Regions from separate parts of the Sander lucioperca genome. Here region 2 is linked to region 1. The links are chromatin contacts, called in public Hi-C maps. All regions are on one chromosome and are shown on one strand. The core of a region is the stretch at or near the end of the contact, and the rest is flanking DNA. Distances in the headings are between cores, read along the strand shown.

Region 1 (6,481 bases), core at 3,618-6,117:
GCCACTCAAAGACAATGACAAGCTGCACAAACAAACAGCAAGTTGTTAAGGTTCATTGTATATGTGTGAAAAAGCCAGTGGAGGGATTCATCGGCAGCCCAGCGGCTGCATATTGAAACAGCTGCAGCTGTGGCAGGACTTCTCAGCTGATGCTACAACCTAATGAGATACAAAAGTCACTTCTCAAGTAAACATTTTAAGATCAATCAATAAATAATAAATAAATAGCCAAATGCCAATGTTTCAGTTGAATAGAAAACTTTCTGAACCTTTTGAATAATTAAATAAAGTACCCAGGTTTCTGGCATGGACTCTTACATTTCAGAGGGATTGCTTGAGTCATGTAATAGGGCAATTTCTGATTCTCTATCATAGATAGCATGATGTTTGGAACCAGCCAACACTTGATAACTGCAAGACATGAGGCTGTATGAGTCAACTGGTTTTCAAATAAAACTCAATATTATTCTTTATGATGCCTGGCCTGTTGGCTGCATTACTGGGGGGAAACAAAAATGGACCTAAAGGCAATCCTTGCGGCACAGCACAAATGATGTCAGCATGAAAAGCATACCATTGTGATATTAACATGCATCATCCACACGTCCAGCAAAAGTTCCACCCAATTGAGCTCTAGTCCTAAAGGGATTGAGATAAAACACAGTACAGTAAGTCTTTGTGTGCCATGTGGTGATCTTAAATATAACTAAACTTGTCTTAATAAAGTTATCTTTTGCGAGTCCAGTGGACAGTTCTACAGCAGTAGCCAAACAAGTGGATGTTTAAACTAAAGGGTGGGAGGGAGGCCAGATGAGATGCAGTAAAATGTCAAGGATTTTCTTGATGAACACTGTCAGGTCAATGTCTTCAAGGCTATGAGCAGCACTTCATACTGGCCTTCAGTCCACAAGGTTTATGACGAGCAGAACAACAGCTCAATACAACCAAATCTGGATTAGACACAGTTCAGGATCAAGATGTGTAATTTGAGCCTATAAATCACAATTTTCATACCAGAACTCCTAAACCAGTGTGGGTGCACAAAAATTCAAGAGGACTTAGTCAAAGTAGTAACAGCATGTTACTGAGAGGGGACAGGCTGTGCATGTTATAGAAAGAGACAGAAAGGGAGATAAGAACAGAGAAGGAGAAGCACAGTGTCAGTTCAAATTTCACATCTCCCATTATAGCTCTGACACAGGCCAGTGCCAAGGCCTGTGTCTCCCATGGGGTACATACAGTCCTAACAACATACAGTGAGCTTCCACACTACAGCAGCTTCATAAAAATGAGTGTCAATGTCTGTGGGCCACACAGATCATACTATATCTGATTGGCTGTATTGATTTTTTGTGGTGTTGACAGCGGCCCTGGCACAGTAGGGCACCCAGTTGGCCGGAAGCTAACGAACCACATTTTCACAAGGGTGACACCTGTCTAACAAAGCAGTCTGACTCATGATTAGTTGTCACATTTGTACAATGCCACTCAGCCAGGATTTATTTAAAATAGAGAAACAACTAAGCATAGCCAAGAATAAATCAATATGAATGTTTCAATAAACAAATACATGATACAGTGGGTGACTTCTCATTTCCTGAATGGCAATTGCTTGACTAAAGTGCTATCGCACTAAAGTAAAGGGCATGGAAACTGTCTAGACATAAAATAAGCTTTAGAACGTGCAAAAACTATTGTTCATGATTAATAATTGTGGTTATGGTCCCAGGATAAAGCAAAGGATCAGAATTGGCAATGTAGTAAATGAATAAACTATAGCAATCACGGTAATGTAAAACTATGTTGTAGCCTCATGCTAATGCTGTTATCGTTATCATGTTGAGTTAGAAAGTGGCATGCTCTGTAGATGCAGCAGCTTAATCAAAACACAAGTTTGATCTCACATAAACTTTGGCTATATGTCCTTTTAGAGAGTGCTTTTAATACGTTTTTTTTTTTTCAAACAGTTACAAATTACATTATAATAATGATTGTAATACTTATTTATTATAAGTATTTATTGTAAAATTACAACAAACTGTGGGGTTCCATTAATGTATACTCATTGTTGGACTTATTAGAGGCACAGTAATTAATGCACTTGAACTCTTTTTCTAAGTTCAGAGAATGAGTTTATGATGTAGACAGATCACTTTAAAAGGTGAATCCTCTCTCAGCAATATTCCTCACACAGGCTGGAGAGAGTCATAATCAAACATTCCAGTCTGCACAAGCAGGTAGTACGGAAAATGAAAGATGGTTGCATACGTTTGCTGTTTGATCCACAACAAGACAAGTAGTTAAGAGGTTAGTCACTGTGTGTGCATTGGGAGCTGATAAAGAGGCCAAGTTTACATGAGCACACAGTTCATTGGCAAATTAACATGATTATGAACATTACATTTAAAATCATTTTATCTAAAAGCGGTGGCGACACTTTTTCAAACATGCAAACTATTACTATCACAGAGTTGAGAATACAAATATATGTAAAGCAAGGCTTTGCTGAGTTCCAGTGTGAAGAGAAGAGTAAGTCATGAAGCTTGCATGTAAGAGTGCTTGGCAGGAGCAGGAAAGAGACTCGATCTGTATGTGGCCTCATGCTGATAAGGAAAGCGTAACATAAATAAGGGATTCTGCCGCTGATGACACAGGGCAAAGATCCACAGCAAAACGTTGCCAGCATAAGAAGAATCCAAAAGAAGTCCATTTGTGAGGGAAAATCTATTCTTGCTCTATACAAGAAAGGGTTACTCATACTGATGGACAGTGGATTCCTGGTGTTCACACTGACTATACTGGGAAACATAAATTGAGTTTCATTCCAGAAAATGTTCTTACAATAAAAACACTATTTGCTACTATGTGGCTAACACATTTTAGGTATCAGATAACTTAGAGGGAAATTTAAGAATCCACCATATTAAAACAATGAAAATTACAATAATTGGAGGACACCACTCCAATTATAGTAGTTAACATGTGATATATTTAAATTAAACAAGCCAAAGTGGCACTTAAAATTTGTGTTGTTTTTTTGTGTCCACAGAAGCCTGTCTAGACAAACCCTGATCTGTGCTGACATGACTGTACTGTATGTTTCCACACACCACCTCAGGCTCTGGTGAGTTTTGAAATCATTGCTATGGAAATGTACTTTGCATTTGCATGTGCAATTGTGTAGGTGTGGTGCCTGTGAATGTGAAAATGACAATGTATTTGCAATGCAAACATTTGCAGACATTTTGCAATGAATTCCACTTCAGAAAATTATCACTAGCTATTATATATTATTATAATTATTACTATTACTATTATAATCCCATAATTCCAGGCTAATCTCACCTACAGTGGTTACCCAACCCATTTCAGCGCTGCCTCAAAATGTGAGAAGACAGAGACAGAGAAGGTGTGGTGCTCTCTGTCATTACAGATGAGCAATGGTGACCAGCAAAGTAATCTGTTACCATGAACCACATGTTTGTTTTTAACTATATTTTGACCTGGTTTAGGTTTGCAAATGTAAAAATACATGATCTTTAATTCCTACAGGATTGGATTTCTAAAACATAGGCTTTACCTGAAAACCACATATAAACTGCATGGCTTTCTCCAAGTAGTGCTTCAGGTGCCTTTGAACTGAATAGTGTCATGCCAACTCCAACATCTGATTTCATCAGCAACTAACGTTACAGGTTCCTAATATTTTCAATCTTTGGAAACCATTTTACATAAAACTAGATTGTGTTGTCCGTTTCTTAACAATGCGAAAACTGTTACAATATAGCAGATTGGTCATTGCGGCCTACACACTATTATATGGCTAACGTTAATTTAGGTGAAATGTAACTAGTTAATCCAGATTATAGTTAGTGATACAATGAAAGGCAGACCAAAGCCTCTCCGAGGAGCTTCAGACCCCAGTTTAGGAACCACTGGATTAGGTTTTTGGGCATCGATGGGAAAAGACAAAAGGGATTAGCTGTAGTGTAGCTTTTGAAAGGGGGCTACCTGATGATAGTGAAACAAATCAGTGATTGCACTCGTTTTCAGTAAATCCGCAATGTAACGATAACATATGACGTTAAAGGCTAAGCTAACGTTTGGGAAGAACAGCGCTGCGCATTATCAGTCTCTGCTAATGTTTTATGCACTTGTGCTAGCGAACTACGATGAATGTGCTGTGTAAAATGTATTCTCAAGTCAGGCGGTTCGTGGGTTGATATTTTCTCCATCCTAAAACATACCTGGTCAACAGGGAGATTGATAATTTCGCTGATTGGCTGCAAAAGAGTAGATCCAGTACATGATGCTGTCGTTTGCGTAGCCATGCTTGGTCGGTGTGCTTAAATCCTTTCTTTCTCCTTCCTCCGGTTCCTTTCACTCCCCTCGGCTGCTGCGATGATAAATACACTGCTGCTGCTGCTGCTGTTGTTGCGACGGACTGTATGGTTGTTATACACAGCACACATCCAACAAAGAGTACAAAATGACGACAAGATTTTCACTGCTCGACCACTTTCTCTTCGGTCTAACGTTCGATAGGAGCAAAATACGTCGTATTGTTAAATAGGAGTCGGCGAGAGTGGCGTTTTTGTTTTAATCGCTGTTACATATATTTGATTTAAATTAGCGTAAGCGGTGGCGTTTTAGGTAGCAGCCTACTCTACTGACAACATGTTAATACTCAATTTCTCGTTTTAAGGCGTTCCTGTTGTGCGCATTTGTAGTATGTCTTGTGTCAAAAAGCAATATTTGCGCCGGTTTTTACATGAAAAGAGAGATTGTACCTTTTGCTAGCTACCCTTTTTGGTGCCTACTCATTAAGTTTTTAAAATATTTGTACGCTACCCACGACTGGACCATGGTTACTATGACAGTAGAGTAAGACATGAACTATCTTAATAGCAGAGTCTCTTTGACAACAATAGAAATGGTGATAATGTAGGTGGAGAGATGGCGGCCCAGCCCTCCGTTATTATAACCATATATTTTGACCTATCGTGTGGAGACAGGGAATCCATCAACCAATACCACTTTGTAAATGGAAGAAGGGTCTTGATTTACAGTCCTCAAGGCAAATTGAAACTGAATAATGGTGACTGTCGTCACTCCCCACTCTTTGCCCCACCCATTTCACATAGCATTCCACACATGAAGGACAAAAGTGTGACGTAAGGGGGCATTTGGCAGGCTTCATTTGAGGAAATGACTACAGTGAGGCCAGTGATGGTTGTTCAAAGCAAAAGACCTGCATCTGCACTATCTGCACTCGTATTTTTAACTGTTTAAAAAAAAGAGATTAAGAGCTCTTAAATGGTGACCACACACACACACACACACACACACACACACACACACACACACACACACACACACACACACACACACACACATTTTGACATTGTGCAAACATTTAACAATCTAGACATGGACATATAGCCTATTACGCTTTTTTATTAGATGTATTTTGTCAATAGATCATTGGACACAGATGTAACCCATTTCTTGTGTCAAATTATATATTCTTGAATATATTTCAAATCTACATTGTATTTTTTAGTTGTAAGACAGAAGAAGCGAAATAAACATAGAAACATAGGGCAGGATGTTACCTTTCCCTGCATAATATTGATTGCACTGCATCATGAAATTGTTTAAAGCTCCTTGCGGCGAATTTGTGATATTGGGCTATATAAATAAACTTGACATGGCAATGAAAATATGAAATATCTATATGAAGTATTTAAGGAACAAAAGATTTTGTAATTCATGTGATAACAACTGTCGGGGGTACAAATGCCATGTTCTATTTGAATGTAAAAATACAAGCAATATTTGCCTAAATGCTTTGTAAGCCGCCCGTCCATGTTTAAACTTGTGTTGTAGACAGATAATTTAAGGATAGTATGTGGATTAGGTGCCTTTTTGAGCAACATGCCCTTTTTTAAATGATTTAGTTTGTGTTAAGGATCTATTTTGGCTATTTATCTTTGTACTGATGTTTTCTACTCCATACCACAATGTATGGTCTAAGAGTGAATGAATGAATGAATGAATGAATCTGAAAATCAAGTTACTGCAAAGACAGGATAAAGGGACCACTACAGTTTGTTTATGAAAATTAAGCTATTGTGATCAATCAGATAGCTACTGGTTACTTGGATTGTTATGCAATAGCCTCTGGCAGCAGCCTTTTATTTATTCACTGTCTATAAGCACCACCTAATGGTTTAAAGTATGTTCCCCAGAAACCTACTTAGATACAATTTAGTAAATACATATATTGTATTTCCTTAATAAAACAGGAAATATTTCCATAAGAAAGGATTCAAATTTAAGGACATGCACAGAAGAATGTTATACCATATTCATAATTCATCAAACTGTTTAAACTTATACTATGATTTTTTTTAACCATTAATTCTACATTATTCCTCTGAAGTTGTGACTTTGTAATTGAAGATTTTATCTCTGATAT
Region 2 (6,521 bases), core at 3,680-6,179, 150 kb after region 1:
CTGTTTCATTGTTCATATAGGCTCTTCAGCTGTTTAGCCAACAACAGCGAGCTTCACTATGAGCTCCCAAACTTCAAACCTACTCTGACAGTTCAGTGTGATTCAAACAGACCTCAATACAGTTACAAGCGCTCTTAGCTCAGACAAGTGCTCACATGCTAAAAAAGTGGGGATGGATTTGCATCTTATTTCCATCCCAGTTAGATGCCTGGAGAAACGGCATTAAAAACCAACTGCCTTCTAGGAGGAGGGAGATGGAAAAGAGGGATGGGATACAGGACAAGGGGGGAGGGATTGAATCACACTGAGCAAATTGATGACACAAGGCATCCTGGAGGGTTTGAGTCGTTGGAAACTGTTGAGATTGGCTTTATGTTGCATCCAGGCTGCACTGACACATGCTTGGAAGTCCACTGTCTGTGCTTTATTGCAGCACCGCCGCCTTTCATTTCTCGCTGTATGTTTGTTTCTCTTCCAAACAATCATGAGATCATCTCTTTGCCTCGAGCTATTTAACACCAGCAACTACTGCAAGCCTGGCCTGGGTGTGGGTTTAATTAAAGCAACAACAAAAAAATGAGTATGAGTAATGAGTACTTCTTTTGCTTTGGATATCAAGATTATTTTCTCTCTTCAAGACAGGTTTTCTTTCTCTTTTCGCATGTTTTTAGGGTTTTTACTCCTGTTATTGAATGTGTTTAAGTAAAGGGAGCAAAGTTGTTTTGCACCTTTGTAGGTTAGACGTCACAAAGTGTTTCACAATAATAATAATAATAAAAAAAAACTGCTTGTTGTGCACAGATCTTAAATCCAACAGGAGAGAGTCGCAAAGTTTATAAGCCATGACTGCGTCTGGAACAAGGAAAAACAAATAAAACCAGATCAGAGAATCTTAGAGACCTACTGGTGATATAAGGCTGGAATAGACCATACAGACCTCTAAAAGTAATCACAAGAATTGGGTTTTGAATTTGATGGGGACCTGGTCTAAAGCCTTGCAGCAGCAAGTAGTCTGGACCGCTTGTAAATGATTCAGGGAAGTTTGCTTACATTAGACAGGTGAAGATGAAATAAAAGCATGAATAATTATCTCCATCTCAGTTTAAGACACAATACGTTCAAGTTAAGCAAAATTCCTCTGCTGGAAAAACAGGAACAAATCAAACACTTCACATACTGGTCAAGAGATGAGTGCCTGCTCAAAAGTGACACGTACAGTAAAGAAGGAACCAAGGTTTTCCTGCACCTCAGGGACAAGAGCGGCAGGGGCACAGATAACCTCTGTTTTATCAGGATTAAGTTGTAGAAAGAATCAGCCATACATTTTAATCTAATTTTGGCAGTCATGTACATTAAATCATGTGTTGAGGGTTAAGAGAGATGTTTAATTGAATATCATCTGCATAGCAGTGATCACATTTCATAAGTTTCTAGTTAGTTTCATTGATTATAAAATTTAGTATATAAAACCCGACGCAGCCTTGCTCCACTGTACTCTAGCTACTCTATCAGGACTTTTAGGTCAGGAAAATGAAATATGCTACCTAAATAAAGTTTTGCTTGCTTTGATTGATAATATATACTTTTAAAACATCTTAATATGTATACAAAGCAAAGGAGATTGGACCATAAACAGAACCCTGGGGCACACCACAAGACAAAGATGCAGAGGACACAAAGTTGAAAAACTCCCATAAGAGAGGTACTTATTAATAATATATGTTTATCTAAACACCTATTTTTTCTTTAATTATCTTTGTATTTGAAGCTACCAGCACATTAAATTAGTTAGAGATTTAGATTTTACATAAAAAAACACATGCTAAGATTATAAAACACAATGCATTGTTAAATAGTAAACCTGTGGTTTACAAGCTTTTTGGCTTGTGACCCAGAAAGTCAGTGTCTACTGTGCGCTTGTTATGTTTCAAGTCAAGAGTTGAGGTTCAGAGAGGTAAAATGATCCAATATTTAAAAATGTAACCGAGTTTAGAGAAAAGTCAAAAAAGGTGAATATAAATGTTGCTTTTTATTCTTTCCTCTCCCATTAATCATCATCTGTCAACTATACATTTTGCTAATAATTCTGAACTTTTACTTAAGTAGGATTTTAAATGAAAAGACTTCTACTTGTAATGGAGTGTTTTTGCATTGCTGCATTTGTACTTTTACTCAAGTATCTGTCTAAATCTATCTATCTATCTTCCACCTACCGAGAATAACTCGGCAGGTCTTTTCTCAGGTTTGATCTCACGCTTTGATCCACACTCTTTTTCGTTTGTCTGTTTTCCCCCCATGGTTTGGCCTCTCGGCTCCATGTCGAGTCAGGATCAAGTCGGACCCACCATCAGCACTCCGGGCACATATTCCCAGCCTCACACACACACACACACACACACACACCCTCCTATCCTCTCTCACTGTATTATCCCATGTCCTCAGTGCAAACACAAACAAGCTTCAGGAGAAGCAGGTGTCCTTCCACTGGGATAAATAAACAGTAAACCAGGATCCAGGAGCAGGAGGTTGAGTCCGTTTTGGTGTGTGTGTGTGTGTGTGTGTGTGTGTGTGTGTGTGTGTGTGTGTGTGTGCGTGTGTGTGTGTGTGTGTGTGTGCGTGTGCGTGTGCGTGTGCGTGTGCGTGTGCGTGTGTGTGTGCGTGTGTGTGTGGGTGGGTGGTGGGAGGAGTGATTTATGTTAGTTTCTGTCTCAGTGGTGTTTGTGGGGAGAAACTTTGAATATTGCTGATAGCATCTTTTAAGCTCCCACTGTCTCTAACAAAGCTGTTTGTTTTCACTCAGGGTGTTTCTTTTCATCTCCTGTTTTGGGGTTTTAAGGTTTTATTGTAAAGGGTTTTTTCACAATCATCATAGCTAGTTGTAGAGGATTATGAAAAATAAAGCCAATGCAAACACAGTATGTCACATCGGACCGGCTCAAAATATCTGATAGACTGATAAACTTGTTTACAGTAAAGTTGGCAACTAATTGTTAACATTTGTCATACCAGTCTTCCATAAAAAAAACTCCCCGTTCAATAAAACCCCATTGAGAGTAATTTGCCACTGATTCATGCTACTTGCTGCAGGATGCTGTAGATTAGATGTTAGCTGTTAAGAGTTGTCCCCCTGATTTGGTTGCATGCTAATTCAGTTTTTCATTTGCACTTTTGATGGTTCTGTTGAGGTTTCAGGACTTATTTGCCTCTCACCTGCAGCTGTGCAGGCTGATGGTAATCTGTCCTCAAAGAGAATGTCAACAACGTTCTATGTCATCATCCAGTAACACTGGCACAGGTGGGAGTATTTCTTCATAAAATGTGGAGGAAAGTTAACCTAAGCAGAATGAAAAACTGACTCAGCCATGTGGAGGAAAATGTTACGTATATTTTATTTTGTCAGTTTGCACGTGGTAATCTGAAACAAGATTTTAGGATTCAGTCTCTTGGTGTCTTCTGGGGATGTAATGGAGGAAAGAAAACCTACTTTTACATTATGTTTTACTTAATTTTATTATTTTATTTATTGAAATTGATTTTTCCAAATTTCCAAGCTCACAAAATGCTCAAAGATGTAAACGGACAGATCTAGAGCGTTTCAATTTTTATGGATTTACATTTCTTACAAAAATTGTAATCAATTGTTTTATGATCAAGTGATCCAACAAAAGGTTTCAAAACTATTGATTAGCGGCCAAAACAACCATCTCACCACAAGGTCCATTTAGTGGAAAACTCTCTGTTCTGGAGCTTTCGACCAGGATCCGTATATAAATTGTAGATGTTCAGGTTTTAATTATTTTTTTTCAAGCAATTAATTGTAATCAGGTCAATAACACTATAAATCTAAACAATAAACCAAACATAAAACATATTCATATTTTATGCACCGATCCAATACTGATATCCATTCAGATCCTGACATTTTTAAGCAGATTATAGGACCATGACATCAAAGGATAGGTAGACAATTTTTTAAGTCAGTCTCTGAATTTTGAACTTACTGTAAAAGACATTAACTACAGAAGATACTCACTTGATTTGTCTAAGTCAGACTGCTGAAACCTCATATTTTCTTTGGATAAACTTTAGAGTAAAGCCTATATGTACAGAACAAAGCGTGGGTTTTTTAATGGCCACAGCAAGTAAAACCTGTTTCAATGTTCATGTGGGCACCTGACTGAAAATGTTGAACCAACACTTTAAAAACAGCTTCTTTGTCGATGTCATTATAAACTGAGTCAATTTTAAGCCTCATGTTAACTTACATTAAATTGATTTTAGTGATCTCCATGCAGTGATGATTACAGATTTGACATTTGGGGAAAAGAGAGCACTGTATCTGGTCAGTACTCAATACCTGCAGATACACATGCGTTTTTTTATGATAATTATTATTTTTGATTCTCATTGGAGGACAGGCATTCCATACATATAGACTACATTACTGAACATAAAGTCTTCATACCTAAAACATACATAATTACCATTACTGCCCATAATGCTGCAGTAATCATGAGAAGATGTTCCTTGCTCCAGTCCTTAAATTAGCACCCCACCACTGATTTGTGCAAACACATTCATCAGTTGTATAGTTGTAATATTCATGCATCTTTAGTTTTTTTTAATAATTTTTTTCCCTTTAGTGTTTTATCCGTTTTTTTCTTTTAATCACCTTTGTTTTAACCTTAAACCCTTTAATCACGTTTTTAAACAAATTATGTAGGCCTAGCCAATTTGAACATAGACATTATTTCTTTCCAAATGAATAACCCAATGATAAAATCACAGCTGTTAAAACCTGCTCCTCCTCTGGCTCACCCTGAGTCCTTCTACAGCTCTCAGGTAGGCCACCAGATGAGCCAATCACAACCTCGGAGAGGGTAATTGACAGTTGGCCCCGCCCTCCCAGACACCTGTAATCCAATCCGCGGGCCTGTCATAGGTAAAACCGGCCTTAATATCTAAGCATTGCCCCAAAAAAGCGAGAAAAGCCGACAAAACCCGTTCTCTCACTAGGGGACACCTTGTTTGTTGCCGCGGCCCTCATCCAGCGTTAGCGGCGGAGTTTTTCACGGTAAAGAAGACGGATCGGATTTTCAGTACCAACTAGAAAGTCCAGTTCGACCGACAGAGATGTCACAGGAGCATGACAAGTAAGTTGTCCTGACGCTCCACTTTTAGCCTGCAGAACGAGCACGAGACACTATAAGCTTGTAATACTGACTGTAAATATTTTTTGGAATTTTTATACTTTTTCTGTGAGTTCATTGCACAGACCGATTTTAAAATCCGAGGAAACTTTGTGGTCCACCTCTGACCTGCGGCTGCTGATATTTAAGCATTCTTTTAGGATTATTTATTATAGATTCTTTCTTTTTTAAACAAGGGAAGTTTACTTTAAGACTGGGCTGCCAAGTGGGAAAGCGATTATATCTCATAGTTTCCCATGGTGTAACTGCGCTCATTTCACCTGTCATGTTCAAGCCTGTACAGGTGTATCTCCACCTGTCGTGCGAGCAGAGGCGCCTGTTAGAATAACGCCTGTTGGTTTTGCTTTAAGCTCTAGAAGTTATGTGGATAGTCTTAATTATGTTTATTCAGGAATAAACATGGACCTCAGCAGCATGGAGCTGTCAGCTAAAGAAAGCTGGCTCTGCAGATGGTTATTCTATTCATGTAAGAGTTTTGATCAACAGCTTCACTAAAAAAGTATTCTTTTTTAAAGATGAATAATTTTCATGTTGATATAAATGCTTAGCCTATATTCTGTATGTTTTTGAGGTCAATGACAAGGAGAATTTTAAGGGGAGTGAAATTGTACACCTGCTAGGCGTTGGCTCGCCTTTACTAACACAGACAATGTAAGCAAGCACAGGACCTTATGAGGTTTTGGTGGATTTTACTATAGGCTATATGACTACATGACTCAAATGTTAAAAATCTTAAAATAGAGACTACATGCACACTTCTAAATGTTAAAGGGTTTTTTTCATGCTTTTGTACATTAAAAGTGACAATCTGTTAATGTATGCTGCATTACTGACTACAAGCTAAATCAATCAAAGTCGTCTTTGTTTTGGTTTAGTAATGGATTACATTTCCTTAGAGTTTTATTGCCAGTTAATAATGGATCTTATCAGGTTGCATTATATGAATAGCACAATTAGATATAAGATTACTAATTATCACTTTGCTTTGACCACTGAGAGGGAAAAAAGCTATGTTTGTTGTAGATACTCAATGTGGAAACTGAGCCAGTCCGTTTGTACTTCATCATAATTACTTTGTCGTGGCAGAAAATCCAGCAGACAGATTTGGTGGCAGGATGATTGAATGTGTGTGTAGTTTCTAAAGTTTGACACAGAAAGCTAGTGATCTATATGAAACTTTAATAACAAGAGCTCGACTAATGACTTTTCCTTGTTTTAGGCGTTACGCTTAACCCATCTAAGTAAATAGAAGCTGAGCAAACATTACAATTTACAGTAAATAGGCATGTTCAGTGTTGAAATTTTGAATGT

The links. Hi-C and Micro-C count contacts between places; a contact is called where the count stands out from the background.
Region 2: a Hi-C map of liver shows a contact between it and region 1, with 3 times the contacts expected there. The contact joins the promoter of grhl1 here to the promoter of mboat2a in region 1. A contact is called at or near these places in 2 of 2 Hi-C or Micro-C datasets (liver and muscle).

The regions. Positions count from the first base shown.
Region 1 is chr18:11,585,172-11,591,652 of SLUC_FBN_1.2, forward strand. It overlaps mboat2a (lysophospholipid acyltransferase 2), which reads right to left and starts at 4,868. Exons shown (of 13, transcript XM_031278969.2): 1 at 4,248-4,868. The coding sequence starts at 4,331.
Region 2 is chr18:11,739,676-11,746,196 of SLUC_FBN_1.2, forward strand. grhl1 (grainyhead-like protein 1 homolog) reads left to right here and starts at 4,930. Exons shown (of 16, transcript XM_035994833.1): 1 at 4,930-5,153. The coding sequence starts at 5,134.